Linked DNA regions of Mus musculus: region 2 is linked to region 1. A link is a contact called in public Hi-C data. All regions are on one chromosome and are shown on one strand. Each heading gives the region's core, a stretch centred on a gene start, on an enhancer-like site or on the middle of the called end of the contact. The rest is flanking DNA. Distances are from core to core; before and after follow the strand shown. Region 1 has its middle 55 kb from the start of 5930403N24Rik. Region 2 has its middle 6.9 kb from the start of Gm31202.

Region 1 (2,706 bases), core at 120-2,619:
GGACAGATTCTCTTTTCAGTTTTGTGCTTATTTTCAGATGAAATACTCAAGAAGCCATGATTGTGGCAACAGAAGCTGATGAAGACCTTAGTTAACTGCATTAATTTCCAGAGGCTGCTGGGACAAATTGACACAAATGTGTGCCTTAGAGCAACAGCAATAGCAACAGAAATTTGCTAATTCATAGTCAGTGGAGTCAGAAGTTTGAAATTAAGGTGTTGGTTGGGCCTCATTCTCTGAACATTCTAGAATAGTGCCCAGCCCCTTTCTTAAACTCTACTTTCCCAGTGTTCCTTTGCCTCCGTTTTCACATGGTGCTTTGTGCCCATATGTAGGGCCTGTCTGGGGAATCAGGGACAATGTCTTCCCAATTCCCCCTGCTCAGTTACAACTGCAGAGACCCTTATTTCCAAGAAAGACCACAAACCCAGGCCACGGTGGACTGAAACTGGGTATATCTTCCCATGAGTCACTGCTTGTGCCATCATAATAATTATTAAGAAATAAAGTAAGAAATTTATTGAACTCAATAAATACAAATAAGAGACTGAAGTTGGACACAAGAGACACACCTGTAATCTTAGTCTTCTGGAGAAAGAGGTAGAAAGATCATGAGTTCAAGGCCATTGTTAGCTACACAGTGAGTTCAAGGCCAGTTTAGAATACATGAGATTAATACATTAATACATGTTAACAACAACAACAACAAAAAAAAAAACTTTAAAAAGCTAGAAGTAGAAACTTTCTCCTGCTAGACCTCAATTAGAATTTTTAAGAACTGCACTATCATGCCAAAATTTTTTTTTAAATTAGCTTTCTTCTCTTCACAAATTCTATCATCTAAGAGAGAGAGAGAGAGAGAGAGAGAGAGAGAGAGAGAGAGAGAGAGAGAGAGAGAAAGGCAGAGCCAGGCATGGTGGATCATCACTGTAACCCTGGTGTTTGGGAAGCTGCTTGGGAGGACTGTGGAGAGGCTGTCTGATGAATGAGTCAATAGGTACTGTTTGTTATCTTGGTTGCATGTCAGTAGGCCAAGAGTCAAGCACTGAGGTTATTCTTATTTTTGTCTGAAATCATACCAAATCTCCCTCACGTTAAAAGAACGCAAATACATCCCCTGCTGTTCTTTCTCAACTGATTCTGTTTTGTATCCTTCTAGCAGACCTGGAGGAGAGGGAACTATATATTTCTCTTCCTCACTCGGGGCCTTGCCTTCTCCAGTAAAAGGTCCTCTGGGTGAGTATGAGGGCGGTAGTTGAGACAAGTTCAGCAACAGCTGGGATAAGCAGCTGTGGAAACTGGGAGAGCAGCCTGGGCACCGCGGTGAGGACCAGGTCCAGGTTTCCGCACAGTCCCAGCAGCCCAGCCAAGGCTCTGACGGTCTTCAAGGCCAAGCCAGGCTGTCACAGGGCCAAGGCTTCCTCTTCGCAGCCCAGGAGAAACCTAAGAAAACATAAAACTACCGAATGCCGTATCTATAGATTCCGTCCTCTTTTCTTCCCACAGGAGAACACAGCACAGAGAATTCTGTGATTTGTCAAAACCCTAAACAAAACAGGGCTGCAGTTGATTCCGACAAATGGCCACAGCTGTGGAAAAGTTTCTCTGCGAAACCAGCAGCTCAGCACAAATAGCCATCTCATCAGTTTTATGATCACTTTTCCAGCACGCTCTCTTTCTCCCCAACACTCAGCGACTGGTTCCTTGAGGTCAGGTCCCTTCTTTTAGTTGTGGGCAAGGTGGTTGTGCTTTTCCTATAGTAGCTTCGCTTTTCTTTACACTCAGTTTCCCAGGTTGGTCCATGTGTCATCTCAGTTGACACAGAAAGGTCAACACCGGTTGTATGGCCCTGGGGAGACTTGTTGCTTAGAGGTTGTGACTGGTGCCAACAGTGACACACAGCCCTGTGTCCTAGGCATTCTGATCTAGGTGGGGCCGAACGCTCAGGCCATGAAGCCTGGAAGCCAGGTTGCCTCACAGCTAAAGCCAGCCCAGGTGTGCTGAGAGTTTTCCAAGGTTTGCCTCACTGTGATTAAGTTCGCTGGAACTGCTGCAAAAGTGAGAAGCCCGGAGGAGGGAAGCGAGGTCAATGAAAACTGAACCTCAGCGAAACTCAAGGAATCCAAACCAATCCCAAACCACGTTTTTATGAGACCGTTCTGTGCTGAAAACTGATGAGGTGGATGGTTTTCTGCTGTTGCGGCTTAGTTACCTTCCTCTTTTGGAGGCTGTATATTTCTCTCTCCCAGCACAATACTGTGTCACAACTCCCCCCATACCCGCCCCCGGGGCCGCTTTCATTTTGAGGTCTGTCTGTAGAAGCCTCATTGTCATGTGCAGGCATGGTGATGTTTGTGTTTAAGGCATGCATGGACAAAGAGACTTTTGGACTTTTGGAAAGCATGGTATCAGCTCAGAATTTGAACATAAATGATCTCTCTCTCTTTTTTTTTCTTTTCTTTTCTTTTTTTTTTTGGTTTTTCGAGACAGGGTTTCTCTGTATAGCCCTGGCTGCTCTGGAACTCACTTTGTAGACCAGGCTGGCCTCGAACTCAGAAATCGGCCTGCCTTTACTGGGATTAAAGGCATGCGCCACCACACCTGGCCATAAATGATTTCTAACTTGAAACATGAAGTATGAGTATCTAAGGCAGGGTCTAACATTGGTTACCCTGCATATTTTATGGGTTTTCAGAAGTATCCAAT
Region 2 (2,911 bases), core at 145-2,644, 160 kb after region 1:
CATGACTAAGGCAACTTATCAAAGAAAGCATTTAATTGAGAGTTTGCTTACAATCTCAGAGGGTTAGACTATGTTCATCATGGTAGGGAGGCAGGCAGGCATGTGCTGGAGCAGTAGCAGAGCACTTGCATCTGATTCACAAGATGGAGAGAAAGAGAGAGAGAGAGAGAGAGAGAGAGAGAGAGAGAGAGAGAGAGAGAGAGACATGAAGTGGGCTTTTGAAGCCCCAGAGTCCACCTCCAGTGACACACTTCTTCCAACAAGGCCATAACTCCTAATGCTTCCCAAACAGTTCCACTGACTGGGAACCAAACATTCAAATACATGAGCCTATGGGGACTTTTCTGAGTCAAACCTGTGGCAGGATTTTCCCTCTCCAATTACATTAAAATTTTAGTGCAGCAGGAGGCCTGTGATTGGACAGGGAAAAGGGAGGTATAGCTAAGAGTTGAGAGATGGGATGGAGGGAGAGACAGGAAGCAAGATCTATGGACAGGATGATGCAGAACCATCATGGCTTTGAATAGCCATGGGTAGATATGCTACTATATTGGGATAAAATAATTGGGGTAACTTGACTAATCTAGGTGGGCAGCTTGTATCAGTATCAATTGGCACAGAAATTATTGTGTGGCCATCTTGTGAATTGAGAATTTATTGATATATAAATCTTACTGGTTAATTATAAGCTTCAAGACTTTTGTTTTACTGTGTTACTGGAATATGGTACCACAGACCATAGGGGTTTGTGGTTTTAGGAACAAGCCACTGAGGCAAGCGAACTGGAGCTAGGAAGACTGCAATCAATTGCTGCATGGGGCTAGCCATGGAGGCAGTGGGGTTGGCGGGGTAGAGAGTAGCCGGACTTAGTGCGAAAACTTGTTCTCTTTTAATGTTTCCTGCAATACACACCACTATAGGTTCTTACCAGACAGTGTAGTCTAATCTTGAACATACAATCCTCCTGCCGTAGCTGCTAGAATGCTGGGATTATAGGCATGTACCTCCATTCCTGACATTGCTTTAAAACAAAACAGAAAAAAAAAAAAAAAAGGTCATTTCCACTGCTTTATTTGAAAATCCATGGTAGCCAAGGATGGTGGTTCGTGACTTTAATCCCATTGAGTGGCACAGTCAAGATTTCTGTTCATTTGAGGTCAGCCTGATCTACATAGCAGGACAATCATGGGAGAGCACAGTCAGCAGCACCAGTGAATGGGAAAAGATATTGAAGCCTTTCTGCTCTGGTCTTTGACCACGTGCCCAGACCACCACAATCCTACCATTTGAGATACACCACCACAAACACAGTGAAACTATGTACCTAGGGAGAAAACGGCACATGCTGTGGATGGAGGAAAGCCTGAGCACTCTTCATTTTTAAGAGCTGCCAAGCTTTGCTGCTGGCTAATGTTTACATTCACAGAGGAATGTGATTGTAATATTGAGCTCATGCCTCTGGAATGTGCATTTTAATAAGAGAAATGCAGGCTCCAGTGTGATATCTCCATGTCAAGTTTTGCGTACATGAATGCACATACAGACACACACATACACACACACAGAGGCACACACGGAGGTAGGCAAACCTGTGATGTTTTCCAGCTTAAACGGTTGAGAGTTTTTAATTAAATGCAAAGACTAACACTTATCGTGCAGAAGGAGAGGATCTAAGCCTGCAGTGTTTGCAGCCACAAGGGATACCCAGTGTGCATGGGCCATTTTTGAACACTGAAGGAGACAGAAGTACCTCAGGATCAGCTGCAGCATCAACAAATCCCAGTGACCTAGATTCAGCTATAGATAATGAACTGGTGGCCTGTGTAGCTAGCTCTGTACCAACAGCCTGTCTGCAGTTCCATGGGCTGCCTGGCAAACAGCGCTGATCCATTTCACCATGACAACCTTGGCTGCTCTACTAAAGGCTGTGTGCAGGGAAATGCTCACTGTCAGCATTGTAAAGATTCCAAAAATTAAGTTTACTCAGATTTTTTTTTTAAATACACATCTCAAAAATCCAACTAAAAAGACATTCTTTAACAGTGTTGGAAGAGCTGGAGAAGGCAGATGTGCACAAGTGTTAGCCTTCTCTAAGCCTTACATTATCAGCAAAATGATCAACATTATGTCTTACTCAGCCAACGGCATCATGATAAACGTGCATCTAACCAAAATGAACGAGTCACTCTCTGAAAGAGAGAATGTACAAGTCAAAAGCCTAAGGAGTTATCTCCCACTGCTACACATATTCTGATCTTTTAAAATAGAAAATATGGAATCAAATAATTTCACAATAAGTAAATGGAAGGGTTTAAGTGGATTTACTAGAGCCTTGCCTCGGAGTTAATGTGTGCAGAATTGAGTTTCATTGGAGAACGACACTAGTATGCCCCTTGGGGGGGCGGGGGAATGGGTCTGTGCTTTGGTAAAGGAATTCCATTTAGGGAGAGCAATTTAGGAAAATCAGGCCCTGGTATGTGCACATGATCACATTAAAATGTTACCTCGGCTTGTCTGATGAAAACCACAGCCCCAAAGTGATCGCATTTGCAGACCTTTATACTGAACACCATGTGCTGAACTCAGCATCCCCTTTTTGTTGAGTTAGTTCAGGAAGGTAAATCTTAGAACCTCCTGCACTGTTGCTGTTTTGTGCACAGGAAAGGGAGTCACAGCAGGCTAAAGAATGGCTCAGGGCTTATTACCAAGGCTGTAGCTCAGGCCTGAGACAGAGAGTATATTTACTCAGGTAGAGTAGATTAACATGTGAGTTTTGTTTGTTTATTTTAGGAACAGTGTCTCACTTTGTAGCTTAGGTGTGCTAGGTAGGTTTTGTTTGTTTATTTGATTTTGTTCCGTTTTGTTTTGGTTTGGTTTTGGTCAACTTCATATAAGATAGGCTTACTTGGGA

What was found. A called contact is a pair of places that touch in the nucleus more often than the background predicts.
Region 2: a contact with region 1 is called in a Hi-C map of uterus, with 5 times the contacts expected there. The contact joins two enhancer-like sites. A contact is called at or near these places in 5 of 484 Hi-C or Micro-C datasets (bone marrow-derived macrophages, cerebral cortex, nephron progenitors and 1 more) and 2 of 115 datasets of contacts at active chromatin or transcription factors (microglia and neural progenitor cells).

The regions. Positions count from the first base shown.
Region 1 is chr10:37,193,007-37,195,712 of GRCm38.p6, forward strand. No RefSeq gene overlaps it. Among named protein-coding and RNA genes, the nearest start is that of 5930403N24Rik, 55 kb to the left of the region's middle. Within about 2 kb of position 1,370, at least 74 of the 459 cell types and tissues checked have an H3K27ac peak or open chromatin away from gene starts, as enhancers often do. A contact at or near this core is called in microglia and uterus, where this site is marked.
Region 2 is chr10:37,356,032-37,358,942 of GRCm38.p6, forward strand. No RefSeq gene overlaps it. Among named protein-coding and RNA genes, the nearest start is that of Gm31202, 6.9 kb to the right of the region's middle. Within about 2 kb of position 1,395, at least 103 of the 459 cell types and tissues checked have an H3K27ac peak or open chromatin away from gene starts, as enhancers often do. A contact at or near this core is called in microglia and uterus, where this site is marked.